Regions from separate parts of the Mus musculus genome. Here all the other regions are linked to region 1. A link is a contact called in public HiChIP or PLAC-seq and promoter capture Hi-C data. All regions are on one chromosome and are shown on one strand. The core of a region is the stretch at or near the end of the contact, and the rest is flanking DNA. Distances in the headings are between cores, read along the strand shown. Region 1 holds the start of Zfp811 (zinc finger protein 811). Region 2 holds the start of Cyp4f13 (cytochrome P450, family 4, subfamily f, polypeptide 13). Region 3 holds the start of Zfp472 (zinc finger protein 472).

What was found. HiChIP or PLAC-seq counts read pairs in DNA pulled down with a chosen protein or histone mark. Capture Hi-C pulls out chosen DNA fragments and counts their contacts.
Region 2: an H3K4me3 HiChIP or PLAC-seq map of embryonic stem cells shows a contact between it and region 1, with 20 read pairs. The contact joins the promoter of Cyp4f13 here to the promoter of Zfp811 in region 1. A contact is called at or near these places in 3 of 39 promoter capture datasets (3T3-L1-derived adipocytes, hippocampal neurons and liver), 1 of 484 Hi-C or Micro-C datasets (liver), 7 of 115 datasets of contacts at active chromatin or transcription factors (bone marrow-derived macrophages and embryonic stem cells) and 4 of 9 other capture datasets (adipose tissue, embryonic stem cells, liver and 1 more).
Region 3: a promoter capture Hi-C map of adipose tissue shows a contact between it and region 1. The contact joins the promoter of Zfp472 here to the promoter of Zfp811 in region 1. A contact is called at or near these places in 7 of 39 promoter capture datasets (the 3T3-L1 cell line, cranial neural crest, embryonic stem cells and 4 more), 5 of 484 Hi-C or Micro-C datasets (embryonic stem cells, liver and nephron progenitors), 6 of 115 datasets of contacts at active chromatin or transcription factors (astrocytes, embryonic stem cells and stem cell-derived neural progenitor cells) and 3 of 9 other capture datasets (adipose tissue, embryonic stem cells and liver).

Annotation. Positions count from the first base shown.
Region 1 is chr17:32,807,642-32,812,189 of GRCm38.p6, reverse strand. Zfp811 (zinc finger protein 811) reads left to right here and starts at 2,259. Exons shown (of 4, transcript NM_183177.3): 1 at 2,259-2,408. The coding sequence starts at 2,406.
Region 2 is chr17:32,945,752-32,949,709 of GRCm38.p6, reverse strand. It overlaps Cyp4f13 (cytochrome P450, family 4, subfamily f, polypeptide 13), which reads left to right and starts at 2,349. Exons shown (of 13, transcript NM_130882.1): 1 at 2,349-2,397; 2 at 2,707-2,905. The coding sequence starts at 2,708.
Region 3 is chr17:32,963,436-32,967,638 of GRCm38.p6, reverse strand. It overlaps Zfp472 (zinc finger protein 472), which reads right to left and starts at 1,808. Exons shown (of 4, transcript NM_153063.3): 1 at 1,710-1,808. The coding sequence starts at 1,730. It also overlaps the pseudogene Cyp4f41-ps.

The sequences.
Region 1 (4,548 bases), core at 1,010-3,509:
ATTTGCCTCCAGAATAAATTATGTCTTATCCCTTTTGAAGTAAGCATTGTATTTTTTTTTTTTTTTTTTTTGCCTTGGCACATTGCTGAAAGGGGTAGAAGTCTCTCGTAGCAATTGAGTGGAAAGTTAGTCTAGATCTGTCTAGATTTCTCTGAGGACACACCTGTCTGCAGTCACCTCTCTCTAACCTCAAAGTTGGTGCTGTAATTCTCCATGCTAGTGAGGCTTGTTTGACAAGCACCCAGCTATGATTCTCACTCAAAGGAGTTGAGTAGGCTCCTTACTTAAGTGAGAACTAGGAAATTGACAAGCAGCCTAGTGAGATTCTGTAATTCTCACTATAATATGCTGATAGGAAAGAGGACACTGAAGCAGATTGCTCCTTGAGACCACAAGATTTAGTGCCAGGGAGACTGTGATGTGGTCTAAATTTCCTAGGTCTCTCTCTAAGTTTCTTGGCCTGTCATTCTCTAAACAGCACATTTAGGGAGTTTGATTACAAGCCCTAACCTAACCCTAACCTTCCTACAACATGAGGTGTCTCAGAATCAGCTCTGAGAAATAAGCTACCCAAGATGGGGGAGAGTTACCTTGTCTCTAGGCTCTTCTTTCCAGAGAACCTGTTGGAAAGTCACAGACATCTCAGTAGGGTGCCTGAAATACTGCAGGGAAATGTAGGCTGATTAACTCCTAGCTGAAACCCAATACTTCCACAAAAGAAATTATCAGGATCCCTGTGCAACCAGATCCTAGACCACTAAGGACTTCGAATGGCATATCTTGTATAATGGGTTTGCGGCAGCCATCTTTCTTCCCTCCAAGTCACACGTTAAAAGACTTCTTCCTCCAAGTGCAGGATCACCTCTTCCTCCAAAGCCTTAAAATGGATACCGCTGCCCTTTCTGAGTAGTCTCTTTATTTCCTTCCCTTTTAGGCCCCACTGTTGTATTTGACATTAACCTGACAGAAATGAATGTTTTCTTAAAAGAGCCTTTAGCTTTAACAATATTGAAACAGTGAATTCCAAGAAATTGAGATTTCTCTGGGAATCTGGTATTGGGAGAAGAAAACCCTGGGCCAGAGCTGATGCTCATCTCCTCCAGGAAAGGGATGAACAACCTCACAGAGATGGTGACAGTCCAGTAATGGGTGGCATCACCCCTCATCCTGGACTGCTTAGTATGCCCTGGGCTTTAACTTAAACTTCAGTCTCACTTTAGTAACCCCAAGATAGACTAGTGGGGAATCACTGGGTCTTTTTGTTCCTCTTCCCAACATAGCCACATTGCATAAATTTCTTCTTTTCTGGTTTTCCCTACTAATTTGCATGTTTGTCTTCACGAGGTTGGGTGGCTGAACCTGGCTTCTTATAGACTGTGACCTCAAGTTTAGTAACAGCCATCAGGAACAATCTGACTCAGTGTCTCTCTTGCATTTGACCCTTGTATATATCTGCATGGACAAGCTGAACTGTACAGCACCTCCTGTCCAAACATTGACTATTTGGAGTCAGATAATAGTGTGCTTGTGGAACACACCAGAAGTCACTGGGTCAAATTAAACACTGGATCCTTGTTAAAGCGTGAGGACTTTGCTGGTATGTTTGACCTCTTTCTATAAATTCCACTTTCTGTATGCCTTCAATAATTTCATTCCTTCATATGTTTTCTATGCTATTGACTGAATATAGGTAGCCTCCATCCCTCCCTCACACACACTCTCTCTGTGTCTGTCTCCCTCCCTCCCTTACTCCCTCTCTCCCTCTCCCCTCTCCCCTCTCCCCTCTCCCCTCTCCCCTCTCCCCTCTCCCCTCTCCCCTCTCCCCTCTCCCCTCTCTCTCCTATTCCAGACCTGGTATGCCTTTTGTCTTCTATGGTGCGATGGGGCTGTTTCCATAGACACCGAGTCTGGAATCCCTCTGTGCTTCTGTAACCCCATCAGAAAGGGGAGGAAGCAAGAATTGCCCGCTGAGCAAGTGTTGGGTCAGGAAAGCTGGGACAGGGCTCTGCTTCTGCCCTTTCCCACTGTGGGGCCAGTGAGGATCTAGGAAAGTACTCTATGCAGTCTGGGTAGGCTTGAACCTAAAATTTCTAATTTGAATCTCAATGTGGTAGGTGAGTGTGCTCCTCCAGTCGCTAAAGCTTTAGGAGGCGGGTCTGTGGATTGATGGCCAACCAGGCAAGTTGTTTTGGGATGCATATCCAATGAAATATCCAGGCATTAGGAAGATGGCCGCTACGTATCACTGAGACATCCCCTTTTGGTCCCCGCCTTATTTGGGGATCTGGATTGTTAGCATCTGTACAGGGAATCTCCAGGTCTCTCTCTCTCTCTACTCCATTTCTGCCTCACCTCCACTGACTGCAGGAACTACAAGAGGACACTAGGACATCATGTCTCTGGAAATGGTTCGTGCGGGCGATTGTGGCAGTGGGGTACAGCTCTCGTCTGCAGAGGGGTCTCTCTGACTCTGATGAGCCTCAGAGCGGGATCCTCCGGGTGGAGCTGGTCCAGGCTGCCCTGTCTCTTGCTGAGCGCTCACTGAAGCAGACACATCTGGTCTCTCGCAGTGCCAGGTCTAGGCAGAGTGGGTGGTGGTGGCAGAGGGTGGTGGAGACTAGGTACTCGGGTTGGGGGTTCTGCACCAGAGGAGGTAAGAGGTGTGTTGACCCCCGGATCTTGTGCATGTTATTCTGAAACATACAGAGACATGGATCTTTTTTACACTGTCACGATTTATTAAATAGCCAATAAATTCTTTTTCCTTGACTACAGTTTTCCAAGTAAGCCCGATTTTGCCTTCTTTCTGGCCGTGGGCAGCCACTGCTCTTTTATTCCAATCTTAATCACTAACATTAAACCACATATTAACATTTCACACAATAATGAACCAAAACACAGGTTGCAGAATGGTTAAGAAAGTGTTAGAAAGGCTTGAAAGCACACAAAGCTTTACTGGAGTCCAGGCATTGGAGCTAATACGGGGACAAAGAGGGCTGTTGAGGATCGAATAATTCTCATCGATCAACTAAGCCGGAGAAACTGCGAGGACAAAGGCGGGAGGGAGTCCTTGCCCACGGTTATTCCCCTTCTCTTGACAGCTGACCCTGTGATCACTGCCTGTGTGCCACACTCTGGTTTTGGGGTGCTCCTTGTAGAAATTCAGGTGAGGGGTTGCATATATTGTGGTTGATAAGCTCATGCGTCTAGTGTTTTTGATAAAATTTGGTACATTTTCAGGAGTTGTTTACTGATGTCACTTTGTGCCTTCTGGAGTGCTGGCAAATAGTAGCTCTTTTTCCTCTATGAGATCTTATGCTTAAAACTCGAGCAAATCAGATTAACGTTGTTGCTGAACACAATGGAGCCATTCTAGGTTTGGCATAACCTGCAACATGAACTAACTACAAGCAGCCCGCCCCCACGCCCCCCTCCACCCCCCCCCACCCCCCCCACCCCCCCCCACCCCCCGCCGTCTTTTCCTTGTCTCATTTCAGTGGCACCTGCTTTTCCAATGAGCCTTGCAGGTTGCTCTAGTCTCATCCTGTCGCTGCAGTAACATACTGACTGAAGGCAGCATGGCTCGTGAGGAAAGGGTTCTTTTGGCTTATTATTTTCAGGTCACAGTTCATCATTGAAGGAATTCAGAGGGAAAGCTCAGGCAAGCACTTGAAGCAGACACCATGGAGGAATGCTGGCTGGCTTATAAACTCATGCTAAAATAGCTTTCTTATACAGCCCAGGACCCCCTGCCTAGGGAAGGTTCTTTTCATCATAGACTGGGCCTTCCCACATCAATTAACTATCCACATGCTAATCTGATCCAGACAATTTCTCAATTGAGATGCTCTTCTCAGATAACTATAGACTGTGCCATGTTGACAGTTGAAGCTAACCAGGATGCAGATTCAAGGGACTCTTCCTCCAAATTCCCTGACCTGTACTCTTAGACTAAGGATTCTTAGGACTGGCATTGAATCCCTGACTTTCCAAGTCCTCCTAACATTGTCCGACTCATAGAAAGGGAGAGCCATATATACCTGGGATGGACAGGGTTGGCCTCTGTCAAAATTGTAATTGATGTGGTTTGTTTCTAAATATTGTTTGAAAACGGAAGTCCTGATGGAGGTAAGCCATGACAGTGTTGTGAATGTACTGTGAAAGGGGAAAGCCCTCCGTGTTGGCTCACAAGCTTCTCATAGGGTTGGGCTAAAGAAAGCTGTGCTTAAACCAGAATAAAAAGGAACGGACAAAAGATAAGAGAGCCTGATGTGATCAAGATGCCACAGTTAGCGCCCAGATTAGAGCAGTTTGCTCTGAGGTCATCTGTGCTTAGGACTACAGGAAGGACTGGTATGTGCTGGCTCAGGCTGGGAATGAATCAATCAGTGCTCACACGCCTAGAGGAAAGACACAAACTTGAGGAAAATCTGCCTAGAAAAATATTTTATGTCTCGACCAAGTGTTAAGGCAACAAATCTGAGTTGTCCTGAGTAGCAAGTATTAATCTGTCCAAATTATTTCCCAGAGCTGAGGATGTCAGCCAGG
Region 2 (3,958 bases), core at 1,100-3,599, 140 kb before region 1:
CAAGTCCTCAATCACTCTGTCACATGCCCCAGCTCTGTAGTTGTTTTTCCTCCAAGTGGGTTGGATGGTGTTTGTATAGCTGTGTATGTATGTTTATGCATGTGGGGGCAGGCAGAGGGCAACCTAGTACACAGATCCTCAGGAGTGGTCTCTACTTCCTTTGATTCAAGCTTGCTTACTGGCTTAGAGCTGGACAATTAAACACAGCTGGCCAGCAAGCTGCAAAGGTCTGCCTGTCCCCACCTCTCCAGTGCTGGTATTGCACATATCCACCATGCAGCCCGGTTCTGGGGATTGAGCTTGGGTCTCCATGAATGCAAGGCAAACAAGCACTTTATTCACATCATGCTCCCCAAACCCTTAAGTGAGATTTTAAATGAGTTTGATTTACTTGTGGTTATGTTGAAGTGGCATCTACCTTTGACTTTGTCCTTTTCAATCCACAGTCGTTCACATCAGAGTATGAGGGGAGCATTACATATCACCAAAGGTTTTGAACCGTGAACAAAATCAAGGGTCAGATGACTTTGGGTTTTAGTCCCCTTGGAATGCTGTAAGTGCAGCTCTTGTATGGGGGGTACACACTTGGTCTTTTGATAGACTTTCAGTGAATCCGTTTGATGATACGCACTTTTACCGGCTGAGACATCTAGCTGGCCCTTAACTTTGAGCATCTTATCCTCCTATCTCCATCTCCTACGTGCTGGGATTGTAGTCATGCACCACTGCCTTAGGGCTTCTATTGCTGCTCCAAAGCACAGTAATCAATAGTGCCACAGGGAGGGAAGGCTTAATGTCAGTTTATAGCTCAGTTCACACTCCATCACTGAGGAAAGTCAGGACAGGAGCTCAAGGCAGGAACTGAAGAGAGGCCACGGAGGCGTGCTGCTCACTAGCTTCCTCAGTCTGCTTTCATGTACACTTGAGGACTCACCTGCCCAGGGATGGCACCAGGCACAGTGGGCTGGGCCCTTCCACATCAGCCATTAATCAAGAAAATGCTCTATGGACTTCCCTACAGGTATCCTGATGGAAACACTTTCTCGGTCGAGATATCTCTTTCCCAGAAAGGCCAACATGGTACATACTCACTTCTAAGAGGATATTAGCTGCAAAGGATAACTGCGCTACAGTCCACACCCAGAGATGCTAAAGATGGCTCAAAGTGGTACAGATGGGTCTCTCTGGGAAGGAGAAATAAAATAGATTCCAAGGGTGGACTGGGACAGATAGAACAGGAAGGAATAGGTGGGGGTGGGAGAAAATACTGGGAGAACTGGGAGATGGGGGTAGGGCATTTTTGGGGTGAGGAGAAATGACTAGAATGGGAGGCACTTTGGGGGTGAGGTAGAAACCTAGTACAATGGAAACTTCCAGGAGGCCAACCCTACTGAAAACTCCTAGCATAAAACTCCTAGCCTGAACCAGCCCATTTTCAATAACCGGGCAAGGCTTCCAGTTCATTGCTTAGGATACCAAGCCAGCCACAAAACCCTCAGTCCACAATTTGTCTTACCTGCAAGATGTGTTGGGCTAGGTGGCACAGAAGGAACTCGGGGAAGTTGCCAATTTATTACTGGTCCAACTTCAGATCCACACCATGAGAGGAAACCCATGCCTGGCACTGCTGGAGGGTCAGGAGACAGAGGCTGGATAGTCCAGCCACCTAGGATAGAACAAAACATGACCAGCAAAATAAAATAAAATAGAAGTTTCCTGACCCCCAATATTTAACGCATATCTATGACATCAGCCCACGCCCAGATCTGACCTTCAGCCTGTGTCCCCTCTGCTCACGGCCCCTTTTAGCTGTTCCCTCAGATCTCTGAGCTTCAGCCTCACATGAGCTTAACCTACACTCTCTGACCCAGTGGGTTCCAGCAGGGTTGCAATTATTGGTCCACCTAGAACCTAGGGTTCAAGAAGGAAGAAATCGATCTCTGCCAGGCTGTGCAGCTGTTGGGCGTGGGGAGAGGAGAGGAAATGCATTTCAGAGCCTCACAGTTCTGCATGCTGTTACCCAGACAACTATGCAGAGGAGCTAGAGAGATTTATCTGCCACCCCTTAGCCCTTGGAGGGCAGGTGCACTCCTAAACTTGGAATCTCCTTTGTAACTCCTTTGTCTCTGGTTCAGGCAGAAAGGTTAAACGCTGAGGATGCCCCACCTAAGCCTATGACTCTCAGTCTAGTTCCATCCCTTTAAGGTTGGACCCGCCCCCACTGGCCTTGGCTGCCTGCCCAGGCTTGGAGGTTGGGCTGAGGGTTGGAGGGATTGGTTGGTTCAGCCCAGCTGAACTTCCCATACAGCTTCCGGGACAAAATGTTTTCAGAGAAGACAGGAAGTTGTGGAAGATTCGCTGCTCGTGAGAGAAGGTGCCGGGGTGGAAGGCAACAAGGCGAGTTCTGGCTCAGAACAGGGAGAGCTCTGCCCACAGCTGGAATGGCTGTAGGGAGCTGACCTTGGAGACTTTTGGTCTCCTGGAAATTGCGCCCGTAGTTTATTCTTCAGGCTGAGGCCCTCTAGAATGCTAACAGTCCTGCCTGTTGTGTTCTTCCTCTTCTCTCTCAATGTTCATTCTTCTTCCTGCGCTGCCCCCAAGTCCTCCCAGTCTATATCGCTAGCTATATTCCTATCTAGTAAACGGGCCTGTCCCCACCCTTCTCCGGAGCCTCAGAATTTCACCTTCTGCCTATTTGCCCTGCAGGATGCTACAGCTATGTCTGTCCTGGCTGGGAATGGGGTCCCTGACTGCCTCTCCGTGGCATCTACTGCTGCTGGGAGGGGCATCTTGGATTCTAGCCCGAATTCTGGCCTGGATCTATGCCTTCTATGACAACTGCAGTCGCCTTCGTTGCTTCCCTCAGCCCCCTAAACCGAGCTGGTTCTGGGGTCACTTGGCCTTGGTGAGTGTGGCAGTAGGTAGGTCTCTGGGTAGATGTGTTTCCAACGTGTTTGGAAAGATACTGTGGCACTTGGGTCAGGAGAGGTTTGGAACACAGGACAGTAGAGAAGTGAGGGGAGACATAGGGAGACCTCTCCGCCCCAGCAGCCAGTCCACTCTTGCCTTGCCTCTCCAGGATCCGAGCCTTTCTCCTTTCCTCCCTTCCTTGCTCCCAGCCTGCTTTAGGTCACATTATGATCAAAACTCATGATCTGAGGTCTCTTCCCCTCGTTAATGCAAAACTGCTCCCAGGATGGGCAGCACAGAGCAGGGACAGCCCCAGTCCACTCAGTTTCCACCGAAGAGTTTGAGGCTTCAGTGCATCATGCCAAGATCTGGCCCCTGCCTAGTCCATCCTTGTCCTTGGGCTAGTGTCTGTACCCGATGGGCAGAGAGAGATGTGAGTAGTATCTCTTCCCTTAAACTCCTCGGGGCCTGATGCTTTCTTATCTTGCTCTTCACTCTCAAGAACCATCAGTGGACTCTATTTTCCAATTTGAGCAGTAGTTGAGCTTTTTGGTTTTGTTTATGGTACTGAGTTGAAGCAAGCTCTTGGCCGCTGGGCTGCATCCCAGTCTGACTGTTCTTTTTCACCAGGGACCCTTCTGGCCTCTCCAGTTGTGGTTACACTTCCACTGGCCTCATTCCTAGTGCCCCTTGCTCCATGCTGCACTGGTTCCCTACTGCCAGAGTCACACTTAACATTTCAGTGTCACCTAAAAGGGTTTCACCTCCAATACCATCGATTCAAACGCTGCTTTCTCCCATAGCCCCTTTTCCTCCCAAAATCTGTATTCACGTTTGTCATTCCAAGTCCTCTCAGGACCCCTTTCCTCTCTACATCACAGTCCTGCTGCTTCCTGCCAACCTTCCTGATCAGGTAGAGCTCTGTAGAACAAACCAATAATATGTGCACACATGTGCGACACACACACACACACAATTTGTTAGAGTGGCTTACAATCAACAGGGCCTGAATAGTTCAACAGTGGCTATCTGTGCCCTGGAGAGAGCA
Region 3 (4,203 bases), core at 559-3,058, 160 kb before region 1:
TAGGCCGGTCTCTACCTCCGATGGGATTAAAGAAATCTCTCTTATGCATTCTAAATTTGAAGAAGTACCCTAAGGCTAGCTAAACAAAAAAATATATATATATACACAGTGGGTGGCGGAGGGGGTGGAAATCACCTATAATCCCAGTGTAGTCCCCTCTTTCCCACCTTGCCTAAGGCTGCAGTAAGAGGCCAGCACAGGAGTTGTCAAAATATCGGCTCTATGGCCGAACCACAATTTCTCAGCCTGGAGTTGTCACAGGAGCTGTCCACAGTGGCAGCACCTCCTCTCCAGCCTCCTGGAGCAGCTCCACAAGGATGGCCCATCAGCCCAGGCAACCTGAAGCCAGGAAGGACTTCCCATCTTAACCCATGGGCCCAATGCAGGGGAAAGGGTGAAAAAAACCCACCAATCCCTTAACAGGAAATCCCAAGCTCAGGACTTGAACTCACACCACACCTCAATCTGGAAATTTCTGTCCACTCTCTAAGAAATCCTATCCAAGTCCTGCCCTTTGTCCAATTCTCCCATGTCAGTCAGCTCTGGGAGCAGAGGGCAGCCATCCCTCTCCATTTTTCTCTCCAATAAGTCTCCTTTATAAGATCTACTGCCTGGAGTGGCTCTCATCAGAAGAAGCTAAGAAGAAAAGAAGCAAAGAAGAGAAGAGAAAGGGCAGCTGAAGCCTGTAAGCTCCTAAACTCCTCAGCTCAGCTGGGGATACCCTCCTCTGGGAACTGCTGAGGAGGCTTCCTCTCAGAGCTGTGTGGTTCCTGGGCTCCCGTGTTTGAGGATGTCCTCATTGGGACACCTTTTCCCTTCAGAGCTGTATGTATGGCTCCTGGGCTTCCAAGTCCCAGAATACCCTCCCATATGAGCAGAAACACACGTAGCACTGTGGAGGATCTAGAGTTCCAGACTAGTTTGGTCTACATAACTCTTTCCAGACCAGCCAATGGTACCCAGTGAAATCCCGTATAAACGGACAGAACAACACAATCCCTCCCTGCCCTGGGCTTTTTCACTGCTATCGAGACTTTCCTTTGGAAAAGGTCTCCAAAATCTAACCTTTACTTCAGAAATGATCAGCTTAATTAATCAGTACATACAAATAGGGAATTTTGCCTATCACAGCTAACAAATCCAGCTGTGAACTCAGGATGAGGGATGGAGATACAGGTCTACAGGTCTATGGTAAAGCGTTCGCTTAGCATGAGACCTGAGGTTCCATCCCTAGTACTTTAAAAAAGAAGCCGAGAGAGAGAGAGAGAGAGAGAGAGAGAGAGAGAGAGAGAGAGAGAGAGAGAGAACACACGAGCACGAGCCTCTCTTCAGGATGACCACAGTGTAAAACTAAAGCAGGGAACAAGGAAATGAAAAAGTGCAAAACAGTGCACACCACCCACGTGCCTTCACCGCAGTCTGGACGCGGCGTCACCAACTTGGCAGCTGCAATGTCAGCGGAGGCTCGGGTTCGCGGCGCAGGCTCGTCATGGGAGGACTAGAAACTAGGGACGAAGCAGCTTCACAGGGAAGGGACAGGACGGGACTCCGCTAACAGAGCATACAACTCAAGTGCACCCGGGTTGACGGCACTCCCAAAGTCCATCTCAAATTGCTGCACACGTCGGGGAGCCGGCGCCACCTTACAGCAAAGCCGTGGCAGTGTCAGAACCCTCCGCCCACCTTCCAAGAGTCCAGGGCACACTCACCATTTCCTGCTTCTGATGCATCCAGGCGTTCTTCCTACTGAGCGGCAGTCGGCAGAACAGGCACCGGGAAGCTCAAGCACAACTCTCCTCCCTCCAGCTACCCGGAACTCAAATATGGCGGCAAGGGAGCCACCCTCCACTATCCGTGCTTCTTATTGGATAGCTCAGGGGAGTAACAGTCACCCTGGTTCGTGAATTATTCCGGACCCAACTCCTTAGAACTGAGTTATCAGGTTCAGCAACGCTTACCACCGAAATGGGTCTGTAAGTACAGATTGCAACAACTGCCCTGTCCAAGCTCATACCTTTTCTCCGAAATAAATGTGATTTCATCCTGGAGGGTTATCACATTTCAGAACACCTTCCAGCCCGGGAGTGGTGGTGCACTTTTTAATACCAGTTCCACGCTAGCTTTGTCTACGTTATTGAGTTTCGAGTCAGCCAGAGCTATATAGTCAGAATTCTCCCGTCTACACCACACACAGGTCCAGGGCTTCTGAAAGATTTGTTAGTTTTATGTGTCTACGTGGATGAATCCGTGTGTGCGCGAGTGCTCACTGAGGCCGGAAGACGGCAGAAGTCCACTCGCTTTTCCATTGAGGCAGGGTTTGTTTGTTTGTTTGTTTGTTTGTTTCACTCATCACTTTACCTGGGGCTCGGGTTTCCTTGGCTAATAATGGAAGCCAGCTAGCCACAGCGATCCTCTTATTTGAGCCGTCCTCATAGATAGTGATTCAGAAATGTGCAGGGGATCTCTAACGTGAGTGCTGGAATCTGAACTCCAGTCCTAGGTGTTTATCATGCGCCCTTATCCACCAACTCTCCAGCCCCATTCACAGCCTCTTGGGCTCAGCGGGCTCTTCCTGGTATTTTTTTTTTCCGACATACAAATAGTGTCATAACGTCACTTTTGAATAAATCCTTTGCTCTTCAATCAGAGTAAGCTGGGAAAAGCCATGATAGCAAACCAAAACTGATTTCTGTTTAAATTCCTCTGTGAAATAACTTTGATTATGTTCACTCTGATTGGCTTTTTAAAAATCCCTCTGCCTTAATAAACATCCTTCTACTTTCATTTTGCCTACTTAGGCTCATCATATAAAAGCAAACATGTAATATCTGTTGATTTGAGCCTGGCTCATTTCCCTAACATGATGATCTCCAGTTCCGTGTTTTTTTTTTTTTTTTTTTTTTTGCAAACAACATTCTTTTGTGGATGAATAATACTTCACTTTCATAAATACCACATATATTCTATCCATTTGTTCCTCCACTGCTAGGCTCCTTGGGTGACTCCATCACTTGGATGCTCAATGCTGCAATAAATATGTGTGCAGGAATCTTAGTTACATGGTGACATTTACTCTCTTCGTGTATATCTAGAACGGTATAGCTGGATAAAATGACTTAATTTTTAGTTTGGGGTTTGATGTTAAATACCAAAGCTTGTGTGTTGAAGATATGGTCCGCGGATGCTGCTTGGAGGTGATGGAAACTTAGTGATTGGGGGGCTGCTGAGTGGAAGTAAAGTCCTGAAAGATGTGCCCTTGAAGCAAGTATTGGAACTCTAGCCCTTTCCTAAGCAACCAAGCATGAACATTTATCTATTTACTTCCCAGCCACCATGAGATGAGCAACTTGACTCCTTGGGCTTCCCACCATGATCCTCTGTTTTACCTCAGGCCTAAACCAAGGAGATCAGCTGACTGTGACCTAAAACCAAGAGCCAAAATAAGTTCCTCCTTATAAACTGTTTATCCAGGGTGTTTTGTTAAAGCCACAGATTTTTGACTAAATTGCATTCTATCTACATATATATTTATCTGAAGATATGCTTCATATTTAACTTGAGGTATATAGCCCAGGTTCACTTTAAACTTATACTCCTTATGCCTCAGCCTCTCAGAGGAGGGGATTACACATGTGTAGCATGCCTGCCTTCTTGATCCATGTGGTTATTTGACTGACAAGTTCAAACCCTGTAGAGCCTCTAGATCCAAGCAGAAACTCACACATGCTGAGGCTATAGACACAGAGCAGAATTTTGTCTTCACTGAAAAAGTCTGCTCTCGTGGCCTTTCAGCTAAAGGGTGAGCCCCATTCATGTTAACCAAGGTTATCATCTCCTTTTACAGTACCAAGGAAGGAATCCAGGACCTCTTGAATGCCAGACATGGGCTCTACCACTGAGGGCCACAAAGCACTTGACATTACCACATATAGATGCACCTGATTAAATCACTAAGTGCCTTAATCCATCTAAATTGACAAAATGATCCACCACTATTGCAACCCCTCAATGGAAGAGGTGTTGTGGATAGCCCTGGGGCTAATTATATTTGCTGTTAATTCTGTTCTCCTTTGAGTGGTTGTGAACAAGGAATGAGTCAGCTCTCAGCTTCCCACCTTAATTTGTAAAGTAAAGGAGAACTGATGATTGGACAGATAAAAGGAAAGGTAGATCAGAAGGGGTGTGTATGTGTGTGTGTGTGAG